Regions from separate parts of the Sus scrofa genome. Here regions 1, 3 and 4 are each linked to region 2. The links are chromatin contacts, called in public Hi-C and HiChIP or PLAC-seq maps. All regions are on one chromosome and are shown on one strand. The core of a region is the stretch at or near the end of the contact, and the rest is flanking DNA. Distances in the headings are between cores, read along the strand shown. Region 1 holds the start of FAM8A1 (protein FAM8A1). Region 2 holds the start of NHLRC1 (NHL repeat containing E3 ubiquitin protein ligase 1). Region 3 overlaps KIF13A (kinesin-like protein KIF13A). Region 4 holds the start of NUP153 (nuclear pore complex protein Nup153).

Region 1 (3,555 bases), core at 1,037-3,536, 440 kb before region 2:
ATGTCATTTCTTTCCAGTTAGGTTTTGCTTTAACTACTGTTATTTAAGATCATTTTTCTCTTGAATTTCATCATGTATATTCATGTATGTGTTATATGTATATATACATTGTTTATCCAAGACTTGATGCACTTCTTCAATCTAAAGAGTTAATATTTCTTCAATTCTAGAAAATAACTGGCCATTATTTCTTTTTTTCTCTTTTGGGATGCCTATGAAATGTACTGTTAACACTTTTTTTTTTTTTTTTTTTTTTTTTTAGGGCTGCACCCGTGGCACATGGAAGTTCCCAGGCTAGGGGTCAAATCAGAGCTACAGCTGCCTGCTTACACCACAACCACAACAATGCCACATCCGAGCTGTATCTGCAACCTACACCATAGCTCACAGCAACACCTCATCCTTAACTGACTGAGCAAGGCCAGGGATTGGACCAGCATCCTCGTGGTTAGTAGTTGGGTTTGTTTCCACTGAGCCACAACAGGAACTCCCTGTCGACACTTCTTATATAGAACCTCTGAATTTGTTGGTTACAAAAGGCAATGACTTTTTTTTTTTTTTTTTTTTTTTTTTTTGCTTAAGCCCATTAGAATTAAGTTTCTCACTGAAACACTCTTACTTTCTCAAAAGCAAGTCAGAGAAAGTTCCAGGAATCGCCTGTTTTTCTCTACTTTATTATCTATAAACTTCTGAACATTTTATGCAAGTCAGTAAATTCATTTACTTTTTCTCCCTTGAGTCAGTTACAATTGGGTTTCTGACAACTGCCACCAAGAATCTTAATATAAAGGTCTACTATGTGAGTGATAGTATACCAGGTGCTACCTCTTCAGTGGTATTCAACACACAGTCTGTGTCTCCAATAACCACAATATTTCACAATCATTCTATGTCATCTTCACTTCTTTATTCCTGCTTCTCCTGCCTTCCCAATCCAAACTTGGAATGCAAGTTTTATTGTTACAACTTCCTCACAGTTGATTTGTAAAACCACATTTGGAAGGATAACCTTTCTATCTATATGGGCTTTCTCATGTTTTGGATTCATATTGCACTGGTATTATCTTAAGTAGGTCTTCAAGTGTTTCATGAAAATGTCCCTTTAAACCAAACCCCTATATTAGCTTCCTAAGGGCTAAGGTTAAGCTTTTTTGTTTACTTCACCCACGGCATAGGGAAGTTCCAGGGCCAGGGACTGAATCCAAGCCACAGCTACGGCATCACGGGATCCTTAACCCACTGTGCCAGGCAGGGGACTGAATCTGCACTTCCCCAGTGATTCAAGCCACTGCATTCGGAATCCTTAACTCCTAAGACTTTTACTTTTATCTCCTAGAGCAAAGTCAATAATGATTCTGGGAATCCCTCTTAACAAATAGACCTACAGTATAGACCCACAGTACTAAGCCCCTGTAGATCTTTTGTATGGAACTGGGGATACAAAGACATATTTCTATCACTTAACCAACTTAAGGACATAGGAAAGTATATTAAAATATAAATACATAAGGTACCATATATAATTCAGAAGAAGAGGAAACCATGCCTGATCTGTGGTAGTGGGAGCAGATTCCAAAGCCCTGAGATATGGATAGGGCCCTGCCTTAACAGAAAATAAAGGAAAAGGCAGGTGCCAGAGGGCGAGACCGTGGGTCTGAGGAAAGGCACGGTTTTGCTGGCGTATCAGGCTTGTGTGTGCAGCACTGGAAAGTAGGATTTTAGGAACAGAAGTTAGCTCCAGAATCAAGACAGAGTCTAGCTCTTAAAGTAGCATAATCTCTTTCTTATTACAATGAAGATCGCTGCAGCTGAGTCGTACTATCCTGATACGTCTGTTTAGTTTGGTTATTAGTTTCTAATTCTCTTAGAGGATTGTCTCGTATCACCTTGCTGAGTACAAATGGGTGAGAACTACCTAATGGAATGAATGCAGACAGAAATACGCAACAAGCCCCGTGTCTAGTGATCAAGACAATCGCGTCTCCGTAATAGAAAGGGGGGCACACACCCTTGGGACTTCTCATAAATCCCCCTTTCTCCATCAGCTGTTTCTCCCGGGACAGCCCCAGTCCTCAGCCGGTGGGAATATCAAGAGAAGCCTCCGGCCTTAATTAAAAACGCAAGAGGTGTACGGGGCGTGGGTGTTGGCGGTGACAGTCTGGACCTACAACTAGTAAGCGCAGGACGCCCAATTCCAGTGTCAGCCTCCGAAGCCAGCTCGGGAACACGAAGGCCCACTTCCCTGCCCCGCCTCCTTGCCCCGCCCCGCGCCGGCGACGCGGAAGGGGGGGTTTCCGCTTCCGGTGGTGGATTGTTGACGCTCGCGGCTGCTGCGGTGGCTACGGGGCCGTTGGGGAGGGGCAAGCGGGGCAGGAGACGGCGCAGTGACAGGACCGCTGAGGGTGCTGCTGAGGCGACGATGGCAGAGGGGCCGGAGGAAGCTCGAGGCCGCCCTCCTGGGCAGGACGACGGCGGAGGGGACCACGAGCCCGTCCCTGCCCTGAGAGGCCTTCCTGCTGCCGCCGCCCCACGCCCCCGAGACGGGCCGCAGGCCGAACCCCAGGCCCCGGGCCGGCCCCCAGCCTCGGGCCTCGCGGCCGCCGCCAAGACCTCGGAGCCGGCGCGCGAGCCCGGGAATCGCGGGGAGGCGGGCTCGGGCTCCGGCTCGGGAATGCAGGCGCCGGCAGGCTGCGAGGCACCCGAGGCCGGGGCGCCGCGGGAGAGGCCGGCGCGGCTGAGCGCCCGCGAGTACTCCCGGCAGGTGCACGAGTGGCTGTGGCAGTCTTATTGCGGCTACCTCACCTGGCACAGCGGCCTGGCCGCCTTCCCCGCCTACTGCAGCCCCCAGCCGCCCGCGCCGAACTACAGCTCGGGCGCCGCCGCCGCTGCCGCCGCCGCCCCTCAGACCGCCGCGCCGCCGCCCCTCCAGCTGGGCTACTACAACCCCTTCTACTTCCTGAGCGCCGCGGCGGCCCGGCCTGAGCCGGGGGCAGCCGCCGGCGTTGCCACTCCCGCCCCGGTCGGTGGCCCGGGAGGCCGCGCCCCTCACGTGCAGCCTTCGGCCCGGGCAGCCCCAGTGGCCAGGGTAGCATCCGCCGCCGCTTCGCGAGCCCCGAGCGAGACTGGGCGGCAGGCAGGTGAGAAGGCTCTTCAGGGAAGGACCTGGGGGTAGAGCCGGCGCGGTTGTTTCTCGTCCGTCAGCTGGGGTTGGCCCAGGCCTTCTGTTCCCCAAGTGTACAGCCAGGTTCTAGTTTGCTTTTTCTTTAGACCTGGCGGTCTCAGTTGACTCCTGGGACTAATCGTTCACACGTGTAAAGACCATTCTCTTACTTTGATCTCCATGCTCTGGAGTGAGGTCCAAAGCTTAGTTCTCGGATGGCAAAGTTCACCATGGAGGGAGGAGGAGTTTTGACTGGTAATGCTGGAAATAACCCAGACATGGCTTTATTATATATATTACCCAGCATATGATAACATAGGTGAAATATATATAATTAATAGCGCTTGTGTGTATTAGGGACAACGGAACTGATGGATAATAAGATTTACACGAAT
Region 2 (3,540 bases), core at 363-2,862:
TTTAAGAGCAAGCAGATTTGCAGTCAGAATTGAGTTCCAATTGTGACTGTCTTAGTGAGTAAATGTGACTTTGAGTAAATCACTTAAGCCCTCTGGGTCTAAGTTTTCTCGTCTCTAAAATGGGATTCATAATAGAAATTACCATAAACTTAAATGAGCTAATATTTGCAAATTTCTTAGCACATGAAGTACATAATCAATAAATGGTAGATTTAATTAACATTCTTTAATAATTGCCTTAACCTCTGTAAGGCTACCAGAAATTGTAATTATCTCTGTTGGACAGATTAAGTAACTTATCCAGGGTTAAGCAACCAAAAGTTGTAGCTCTAGGGCTTCTGATGCCAGGCCCTGGGGCCCCCACCACTCCCCATCACCCCCAGTCAACCTTATAGATTTTTATAGAATGCGCTGCACTGTCCAGCACAAGAAGAGAATTTTCCTTGGTGAAGGTCAGTGCCACAGGATGGGAAAGGCCCTGGGTGATGATGGGCTTCAGGACTGGAAACTCCTCGGGTTTTCCTAAGCATAGGACAGCCTGACTAGAAGTATCAGCAACAATCACATTTCCCTGGTGATCAAAGGTCACAGCCGAGGCAGTTATTTCGGAGGAGAAAAAGAGGCTCAGCCCAAAGGCATCCACTTGGCCGATGAGCTGCATACTTGCACTGAACACCTTCACCGTGGTGCTGCAGGTTCCGGTTCCCCGAGCCCGGGGGTGCTCTAGGACCGCGATGGCCCCCGTGAGCCAGGACACGGCCACCCCCCTGGGTTGGTGCAGGTGAGCTTGCAACCGTTCAGTTTTCCGAAGGACTCCTTCCGGAAAGTCGATTTCCAGGAGGTGCAGGGCCCCTGCCTCTGCGTCAGTTACCAAGACCCCATTCTGAGGGGTGGTCTCCACACCCCAAGGCAAGGAGAACTGGCCTCCAATAACAAGCTTGATCTGGCCAAAAAAGTCAAACACTTTGATGGAGCGGTCGCCGGCGTCGGTGATAACCACATGGCAGTCGTTGGTGACAGTGACGTCAAGTGGGTACCTAATGTCCTGAGCAGCGTCCCCCTTCTCTCCAAATTGATGGACACATCCTCCCGCGGAGTCAAAGATCTTGACCCGCCTCTTGCCGTCGTGCACCACCACGACCCGTCCTGTCTTGGGACACAGCGCCAGTCCTGTGGGGTTGACCAAGGTCCCCCAGCCGCCGAAGGCGTAGTGGCAGGTGAGGGTCCCTGGGGAGGAGGGGGCGCCGCGGGAGGCCGCGGGCGCCGGCGAAGCGCGGAGCCCAGGAGCTCCAGGAGGTGCAGCACGGGCAGGCAGTCGCTGGTGTCGCAGCCCCGGCAGGCTCGCCGGCAGAAGGGGCACTCGAGGGCCAGCGTCCGCGGATGCGCCAGAGCAGCCACGCAGGCCAGGCAGACCACGTGGCCGCAGGGCAGGTTGCGCGGGCGCCGCTGCTGGCGGTGGCCAAACCGCTCAAAGCACACTTTGCACTCGAGCAGGCTGATCTCTGCCTCGCGCATCAGCTCCCGCAGAGCCAACCCGCTCCCGGAGGCCTCGGCACCCATTTGCCGTGCCCCGGGCGCCGCGCCGCCCAGCCGGCCAGCAGACGGAGCCGCACGCTGCCCCCGCGCCGCCCTGGGTCACGGTCACGGGTCACGGGGCGGAGCGCTGGACCTGACGTCCGCGGCGGCAGGCAGCTCGGCCGAGACCTGCTGCCCCCTGGTGGGCGCGCGCCGAACTGTATCCTGAAGGCCTGACGGTGGGTACTTATAGCCTGCATCCACAGCGTGTAGTCAAACCTGTAATTTTCAACAGCCATGGACGGATTCTCTTCACTTTACACTTGAGGGAACACACCTATTGAGGACAAGCGGGTTGCTCTTTATCATCCAGATTTTTCTAGTAAAAACTAGATTTTACCCTAGTTTCCCCCCTGCAGTTTCCCATTGGCGATGCTGTGTGCTGGGGCTGCCCAGGCAAGAAACCTGGTCTCAGGGTTCACGATGCTTATCCGACTGGGAATACACAGACGCACAAGGGAACTTAAAACTCAAGGGGATGAGGCAGGGACACATACTTCTTTGAGGTCTTCTATTACTCTTCTAGTAAAGTAGATGCTTAACGCACACTTGTAAAATGAATTTATGTACTAAGGAAGGAATATTATAAGACAATACCTGAAATCTACTAGGTGAATTTGTGTCTGAGGCTGGAACCAGGTTGGGCATATCCTCTAGAAAAATTGATATAAAATAAGAAAGCTGTTAATCATAATTACTATCAAATTTATTCCATGCCTTGCCCTCTTTTAAGTGGTTTCCACAGGTTATGACAATCCTACAAGGTATTTTCATCACCCCTTTTCTACCGTAGTTTGTAGAGGTTGAGTTTCTTGCCCAGGGTCACATGGCTAGAAAGTGGCCAGGCTAGGATTTGAAGCCAGACAGTTTACCTCGAATAGCCCAAGCACTATTGAAAAGAAAGAAAAAGGAACTGGGGGAATCAGGCTCGCTGACCTCAGACTCTACTACAAAGCTACAGTCCTCAAAACAGTATGGTACTGACACAAAACCAGAAATATAGATCAAAGGAACACGGCAGAAGGCCCAGAAATAAACCCAAGAAGCTCTGGTCAACTAATCTATGACAAAGGAGGCAAGAACATACACTGGAGGAAAGATAGTCTCTTCAATAAACCACGCTGGGAAAACTGGACAACCACATGTAAGAGAATGAAATTAGAACACTTTCTTTTCTTTTTTTTTTTGTCTTGTTTTTTTTTAGCTATTTCTTGGGCCGCTCCCACGGCATATGGAGGCTAGGGGTCAAATTGGAGCTGTAGCCACCGGCCTACGCCAGAGCCACAGCAACTCGGGATCCGAGCCGCGTCTGCGACCTACACCATAGCTCATGGCAACGCCGGATCGTTAACCCACTGAGCAAGGGCAGGGACCGAACCCGCAACCTCATGGTTCCTAGTCGGATTCGTTAACCACTGTGCCACGACAGGAACTCCTAGAACACTTTCTAACACCACATACACAAAAAATAAGCTCAAAATGGATTGAAGCCAGACCATTTAACTGCAGAGTCCACACTCTTAACTATTCCAGTCATTTTCAAACTTGGTTGCACATGGTAAACACCTAGATCTCATTCCCCTCAAACTAATTTGTCCAGGGCATGGTATGGGTAGCTGGGGTTTTCAAAAGCTCCCTAGGGCGGTACCATGTGTAGCCAGGTTTGAAAACCCCTGTGATATCGCAGCCCCTCAAATGACATCAGATTCCATTCTATCAACCTCAGTCAACATGGAAAGCACAGAGTACCTACCACAGGTACCAGAATATTCAGAAAAGAGTTAGGATGACCCCTCTCAGGAATCAAGGCGGTACAAGCTCTCACTTTCAGGAGTCTTCTTCTCAATGTCTCACATGAACATTATTTCTGGCAAAACCACACACTGGATCATTCCTCCTCATTTAAAGATAATTACTGTATTTACTAACCTTTGGTTGCTAGACTTCTGAGACAACAGGGGATTT
Region 3 (3,165 bases), core at 567-3,066, 260 kb before region 2:
CAGCAATGCCTATGGGATATTCCTGACCATATTTGAGCTGAACCTGATCAAACTTTTATATCTAAATACCAACTTCAGAAGCACAGAGGGAAGAGGCTAAATGATACCCCGGGATGCAAGGGGCAAAATGTTAGGTGTCTTCAGCAAATGAAATGCAAGAAAACAAGGCAGGGGGTGGGTGTGTGGAGGAGAGAGGGGGCCTCATGGGCTAAAAGAAACCTAAGAGACATAACAATCAATGACGATGGTCGAATCTTCCCTGGATCTTGATTTCAAGAATGAGCTGAAAAAGATCCTTTATAAGACAATGGGGGGGAGTTCCCAATGTGGCACAGTGGGTTAGATAATCCAGCATTACAGATATGGCTCAGAGTCAACCCCTGGCCTGGGAACTTCCATATATGCCTGAGTGTGGCCATTAAAATAAAATAAAATAATATAAATGACAATAAAATATAAATCTATCAAAACATTATGCTGTATACCTGAAACTAATATAATACTGTAAGTCAATTATCCTTTAATAAAAATAAGCAAATAATTAGGGGTATGGAAAACAACTGTAATAGTCTCAATTACACAGTATATGTCACACCATAAATGATGTTCACCGGTCTCTGGGTTTGTGCTGGTCTGTGCATCTTGGACTTGTCTGAAACAAATTTTGAAGAAGCAACTGTGGAATAGACATGGGAGGTGGTCTTTCAATAGTGCGGTTTCCCTCACATTGCAACTTTCTACAGCTCATGGGCCATGCAGGGGCTGTGAAGTCAGGAGCCTAAATGAGTTATGTAGGATTTTCTGCTTATTAGAAGATCTCATCAACTGATCCTTTGACACAGCTAAAGCTCTGTCTTTGTGGCTTTTTTTAGTGGGAGAGGAAAAGTCCTCCAGATTTTTTAGCATGGACAATTTTAGTCTTCTTATAAATGTTTCCTTCACTTAAAGACATTTACTAGCCTTTAAGGGCAAAACAAAACATTATGGGGATAACTAATTAGTTAATTAACTGAAATTTAATTTGCTAAAAGACTGTCAGGTGAAGTTTGATGGAGAAAAATAAAGAGTATTACTTTGAGTTTTAATTTTTTTGTAAATTGCTTTTATCATATAGTCTCAGCTGGTTCCTTATCTTTAGGGAACTCTCAAGCTCAAAGTTATGGAACAAGGAGCATTCACATATGAAAAATGTTACCACATTTTACCTTTGTGGTAGAATTCAAATCTGGTGACTAAGATATATATATTTTTTTCTTCTTCTTTCTTTTCCTTTTCTTTTTTTTTTTAGGGCCACACCTGTGGCATATGGAAGTTCCTGGGCTAGGGGTCAAATTGGAGCTGCGGGCGGCAGGCCTACACCACTGCCACAGCAATGCCAGATCCAAGCCACATCTGCGACCTAGGCCACAGCTTGTGGCAATGCTGGATCCTTAATCCTCTAAGTGATGCCAAGAATCAAACCCGAATCCTCATGGATACTGTGTCAGTTCTTAACCCACTGAGCCACAACGGGAACTCCTAAAATTTTATTAATTAAAAGTACTCTGGAATATCATCTAAAATGTTTTTAATATGCCATACACAAACATAGGAAAACTTTGGTGTGTATATTTTACACTAACACGCTCCTATCCAAATGACTCGCAACATTGTGACTCAAGTTTTGAAAGTCTGTTTCCCATCTATTTGGAATTATATTCTGATTTATTCATCTGCCGAAAATGGAAAATGAGATCAGAATATGCATGCACATATTTGTCCCTTGTGAAAATTACTGAAAAGAAACCTTAACTAAAATTGAGGTCAAGAAGCCTCAAGAGGAAACTCACATCCTGCCATTACTTACCTCAAATGAAAGACGTCAGCTAATGACCCCAACAGGAAGAAACCTACCTTGTACCCCCAAAACAGGGGGGGTAAAGTACAACTATTCTGCTACCCCAGCAGGAAGAAGACAGGCCTCCTTCCTGCCTAGCAACAAGCCCAGCCAATAAAAACGCCACGGCTCAGTCAAGGAGAGGTGTCACTTGAACTTTTACTTTCCTCCAATGAACGTCCTTGCTAATGATTTCCTTTCCCTGACCCACCCTTCTTATTATGTAACTCTTCCAGGTTGTGTAACCCCTCAGAGGATCGTTCTGTCTGAGATGGTGCCTAATTCACGAACCATTTCATACAGCAATTCCATCTTCAAATTTACTCAAATTTGGAGGGTTTTGTTTGTTTTTTGGCTGTACCCGTGGCACGTGGAAATTCCTGGGCTAGGGATCGAACCTGTGCCACAGTTACAGTTTTGTGCCATGGTTGCAGCAATACTGGATCCTTAACCTGCTGTGCCACAAGGGAACTTCCTTGAATTTTGTTTTTTTAACACTATAAATATATACACATTTTTGTCAAAAGGATGATAGAAGATTTTTTTTTCCAATTGTATAGAATACTTATCTCTTCTACCTAAAAAAAAAAAAAAAAAAAAAAAAAATCAGTAGTCAGTTTTTAAGGAAAATATTTTCCCTTTGCTTATTAAAGTGTCTGAAAAACCCTCCAGAAATTCTAGGAATTGCAGTATGATCAACAGTAGAAATGTGTTACTCAGTGTCCTTTATTATTTTAAACTCTGAATTATAATTTTAAAAATACAATTCTTGGGATTTCCCTTGTGTCACAGTAGGTTAAGGATCTGGCATTATCACTGCAGCAGCTCAGGGTGGTGACATGGCATGGGTTTGATCCCTGGCCTGGGAACATCCACAAGCCATGGGTGTGGCCAAAAAAAAAAAAAAAAAAATTCAGGTTCTCATTCTCCCTAGCTACATATTAATTTTCAACAGCATCATCTCAATAGTGGCTACCAAATGGTCTTAGCAGATTCATAAACTTTTCTATAAAAAAGTTCAGTAGTGCAGTGTTATTCTAGAATAAAACTAAAACCAGTTCCAGAGGAAATTAGAGAAAAATAGAAGCTTCACCTCTCTTACATATCAATTACTATGTAGGTGGTTACACACACACCCCCACACACACACACAGCCCTGAACACACATATACACACATCACTCTGCCATTTGAGTATGCTCTTATTACAATAAAAAAAAAAAAAAAGTTATGGAAACTGCCTGGTTGGGTAGTCAAGCCAAGAAATTAGCATAAAAAGTAATTTCTGTT
Region 4 (3,709 bases), core at 1,182-3,681, 350 kb before region 2:
CTGCAGAGTCTGAAATCCTATCAGCTCTAAGACAATTTGGATCATAGGTGTTAAATGTTGTTAAGGCATCACCTTCCCCCAAATCAGATTTTTCTCTAAGTACATTTAAAAATAAAGTGCGGTTATAGTTTTTGCTACCTGGAATATATGAGTTCTTCTCTACACTCTGCCCACATCATCCAGTGATCTGTATTTACAACATATCATTTTTTTATGTAGAAACTTTAAGGAGATGTAAGAAAGCACTGAAAGACATTTATTCCTCAGGAAAAACAGAAAGCATGTGTCTAAATTCCACTCTCCAAAAGGATTAGGTTAAATGGCCAGTCCTGTGACCTGAATTTTAATCTCAAATCTGTCTGCAAGTACCCCTGCTCCTCACAAAGAAATCTAAAAACCAAGCACTCCTGGTATATATCTGGGGGACAACTGGTGGTGGGAGCTAACAATAATGCCAAGGCTTATAACCATTAGTAGAAAGATACTTACTATTATAACCCAGTTTTTACTGTTAAGAAATTTCTCCCAAATCTTTATTTTTAAAATTCTGTTTTTTCATGATACAATTTACCACCACTAAACATGTCAAAGTGCTCATATTCATTATCATCCACAACACAGCAATCTAGGAAGTCTGCCTTCAACAGGACGCAACAAGTTTTCAGACCCTTTTGCCATACTTTAGTTTTTTTACAGGTTTAAGACATATACTTCCCACCGAGAAATTTTAAAGGGCCTTTTATTAGAATATTTAACATTTTCCTACTCAATTCCCATAACAAACAATTAACAGCTAAAAAGCAGAATTTTCTCAGACTCTAACATCTCAGTTACAATTAGACTAAACCCCTGTTCATAATTTCGAGCGCCCACGAGTACACAAGGTGACTAAATTATAAGACCACCAATATTCCTAGACTATTAAAAAGTACCTGAACTTCCTAAAGTACGTCCCATAATATTAAAATATTTTGTGCATGAGATGAGAACTGGAGTTCCGGTCAACTGTGCGCAATGGCCAATTCTAGCCTCCAAAATAAAAAGGGGAGGGGTGGACATAGTGGGGAGGGAAGAGTCTTGCGACGGAAAAAAGACGTAAGTGCGGAGAGGGACTTTCAAAATGCCCCGGTGCCACTAACTATAACCCGGTTAAGAAAACAAAAATCTAAGTCAACGCTCTCAGATCGGGAGGCACCCGGGAAGGGGAGATGGAGAATTAACTAATAGGTTGAGAGTAACTTCTTCCACTTGCCGTTTAACAGCGCCCCCCACCACCACCAACCCCCGGGGGCCCCAGAGGCCGATACCCCAGGGCAGCCCCCTCCCCACTCACGCTGAAACGCGGGAGACTAGAAAATATCAAACGTAGGGGCCTCCAGCCACATCTTTTCCTTTCTCCCATCCAGAAGACGTGGGTAACACCCTCACACCCCCAATCCCCGCCAAAAACGAAAGAATCCTAGGCCCGTCGTGGCCTAGGATTTCTGTTCCCGCCCTGCGCCGGTCGGGGGAAAGCCCCAGGCTAAGAGGGCTGGGGAGAGGCGGCCCGAACCACACGTGTGCGCCGCAAGATTGGCCTGTCTCAGCCCACTTCCCGTCGCCACCCCAGCGGCCCGAGCTCCCGCCGCCCTGCTCGGGCCTTCGCTCAGGCCCTCCCGTCCGCTCCACGTGGGGCCCCGGACCCCTCACGCCCGTTCCCTCCCCACCCCAGTGCCCGACCCGCTAGGCCCCGAGGCGCCGGGGTCCCGTACCTGGTGCTGTTGTCGCCCCTGCTGGTAAGGCTTAATTGGCCCCTGGTGGCAACGCCGCGTCCGGATCTTGCCGCCACCGCCCCCTCCTAAGCCTCCGGCTCCCGAGGCCATGGCGGAGCCTCCGCGGCTTCCCCCTGAGGAGCGGGTTAGGGGGCGGGAGAGGCAGAGGCGGCCTTGAGGCCCCCCCGCCCGGCCCCAGCCCAAAAGTCCGTCCGCGCTGCCCACACAGTGGGTCACAGGCACACCAGGAACCGCGGGTCTGCGAGCAGGAGCCGAGAGAGAATGCGCGCTGGCGGCAGCGAAGGGGGTGGCGGCGACACAGGCCGAGGACCTGGCTCCCGTCCGGCAGCCTCCCGCGGACCCCCGCCTCTGTGTATGTCACCGTCTCTATGGAGATTCTCCGCGAGGACAACACAAGAGGTTCCAAGCGCTGCTTAGGCCTAACGCGACCGCCGGCTGACGGGGATTCTTCTTCCGTCGCCCTAGCCGTAGCTGCCGCAGTTGAAGCCGCCGGCGCCGCCCGCCTACCCCTCCCCTTTGCGCACAGCGCCCGCCCCGCCGTCGTCGTCGTCGTCCCTGCAATCGCCGCTGTTGCGTCTATTACCGCTACTAAGGCCGCCGCTGCGGTCGCGAGCCAGGACGCCGTCACTAGTCAGCGCGCGACGAGTTTGCATCATCACGATGTGACCAGGTGATAGGCGGGGAGGTGGGAAGGGCTAGTCGAGCCCGCGCTCTCAGCCGCGCGGGCCGCTGGGAAACGTAGTTCAACGGAAGGAGGCGCGTGCTCAGAACGGAGGACGCGGAAGGAGAGCGGCGGTTCCCTGCAGAGGCACAAAGCCAGGGGTTCCGTTCCTTTTAACTGCTCTTGATTCTAAACTTTGAAAGAGGCATTTAACACAAACGGTAACCTCCTTCCCACTTTCCTTCTCTGGAATGGTAAAGCGGGAAGAAAGTAAGCACATAGTAAAATCACAGAGAGAAGCTAACAATATCTTATAAAAAGAAAAAAACTGGTTGAAAAGACAGTGTCTATGATCTTTAAGCCTAAAACAGAATTAGCAAATATATACAGTTTCATTAATGTCCGTTACAATAAGGGCTTTGTTGTCAAACACACAAGTGCTGTCTGGCTCCACCACTTAAGTTTGACCTTGAAGTCAAAACCTTCCGCCCCTATAAAATGGGAACTTTAAAATCCAGCTTATACAGCTGTTGCGATCATCTACGTGGAGCACTTAGTGTATTTCCTGGCATGCAAGAGATGCAATAAATGGTTACGGTGATCACCTACAGCAGTCAAGCTCACGTTAGAGGTAAGCCGTATATTACCAGTAATAAAAGTATACATATATTTGCTCCAAATAGAAGGCATTATATTTAGCAAAGTGAAAAGTGAGTTAGGCTCAAAGACTTAATCCACAAAGTATAGCGATTTTTAAAAGTTGACCGTTAGAAAGATCTGGGTGATCACGTGCGCCAGCCCTCATTCAACGGACAAGACGGGGTTCCGGAGAATTTAGTCGACATATTGGAGGACACTGAACTGGGCAGTCAAAGCCAGGACTATAACCCAACTTTTCTGTAGGAGTTGAAACAAGTAACCAAGTGATTAGAAAGAAAATCTACTTCTGTGAAAACACATGGGCTTAATGTTCCATTTGAGACAATTGATTTTAAAGCTTATAAATAGCTTTGGATTCAAATAAACTTAATTTTAAATCTATCACTTACTAGCTGTGTAGCCTTGGGTAAGTTACTGATCCTCTTTCTACGCTTCAGTTTCCTCATCTGCAAATAGAATGAATATTAACCTCAACAAGTTGGTGGTTCTGGTGAAAGGATTAATATACATAATTCATAATAACTGCTTAGACAGAAAGCATCTAATATCATCCAGTTATCTGATACAAATAATTAACCTCAAGACTTTTATACCATCTCTACCACCAAATTGCATG

The links. A called contact is a pair of places that touch in the nucleus more often than the background predicts. HiChIP or PLAC-seq counts read pairs in DNA pulled down with a chosen protein or histone mark.
Region 1: an H3K27ac HiChIP or PLAC-seq map of alveolar macrophages shows a contact between it and region 2. The contact joins the promoter of FAM8A1 here to the promoter of NHLRC1 in region 2. A contact is called at or near these places in 4 of 5 promoter capture datasets (fetal liver, fetal skeletal muscle and liver), 20 of 47 Hi-C or Micro-C datasets (adipocytes, alveolar macrophages, blood and 13 more) and 2 of 2 datasets of contacts at active chromatin or transcription factors (alveolar macrophages and skeletal muscle).
Region 3: a contact with region 2 is called in a Hi-C map of subcutaneous adipose tissue, with 2.2 times the contacts expected there. The contact joins the enhancer-like site here to the promoter of NHLRC1 in region 2. A contact is called at or near these places in 3 of 5 promoter capture datasets (fetal liver, fetal skeletal muscle and liver), 17 of 47 Hi-C or Micro-C datasets (brain, embryonic fibroblasts, epiblast stem cells and 10 more) and 2 of 2 datasets of contacts at active chromatin or transcription factors (alveolar macrophages and skeletal muscle).
Region 4: a contact with region 2 is called in a Hi-C map of embryonic fibroblasts, with 5 times the contacts expected there. The contact joins the promoter of NUP153 here to the promoter of NHLRC1 in region 2. A contact is called at or near these places in 3 of 5 promoter capture datasets (fetal liver, fetal skeletal muscle and liver), 16 of 47 Hi-C or Micro-C datasets (alveolar macrophages, embryonic fibroblasts, epiblast stem cells and 10 more) and 2 of 2 datasets of contacts at active chromatin or transcription factors (alveolar macrophages and skeletal muscle).

Annotation. Positions count from the first base shown.
Region 1 is chr7:13,375,843-13,379,397 of Sscrofa11.1, forward strand. FAM8A1 (protein FAM8A1) reads left to right here and starts at 2,287. Exons shown (of 4, transcript XM_021100215.1): 1 at 2,287-3,137. The coding sequence starts at 2,420.
Region 2 is chr7:13,816,032-13,819,571 of Sscrofa11.1, forward strand. It overlaps NHLRC1 (NHL repeat containing E3 ubiquitin protein ligase 1), which reads right to left and starts at 1,613. Exons shown (of 2, transcript NM_001258302.1): 1 at 1,268-1,613; 2 at 212-1,265. The coding sequence starts at 1,560. The coding sequence ends at 374.
Region 3 is chr7:13,555,210-13,558,374 of Sscrofa11.1, forward strand. All of the region lies in intron 14 of KIF13A (kinesin-like protein KIF13A), which reads right to left. Among named protein-coding and RNA genes, the nearest start is that of NUP153, 90 kb to the left of the region's middle. Within about 2 kb of position 1,817, at least 8 of the 83 cell types and tissues checked have an H3K27ac peak or open chromatin away from gene starts, as enhancers often do. A contact at or near this core is called in retroperitoneal adipose tissue and subcutaneous adipose tissue, where this site is marked.
Region 4 is chr7:13,464,146-13,467,854 of Sscrofa11.1, forward strand. It overlaps NUP153 (nuclear pore complex protein Nup153), which reads right to left and starts at 2,432. Exons shown (of 22, transcript XM_001926651.6): 1 at 1,752-2,432. The coding sequence starts at 1,862.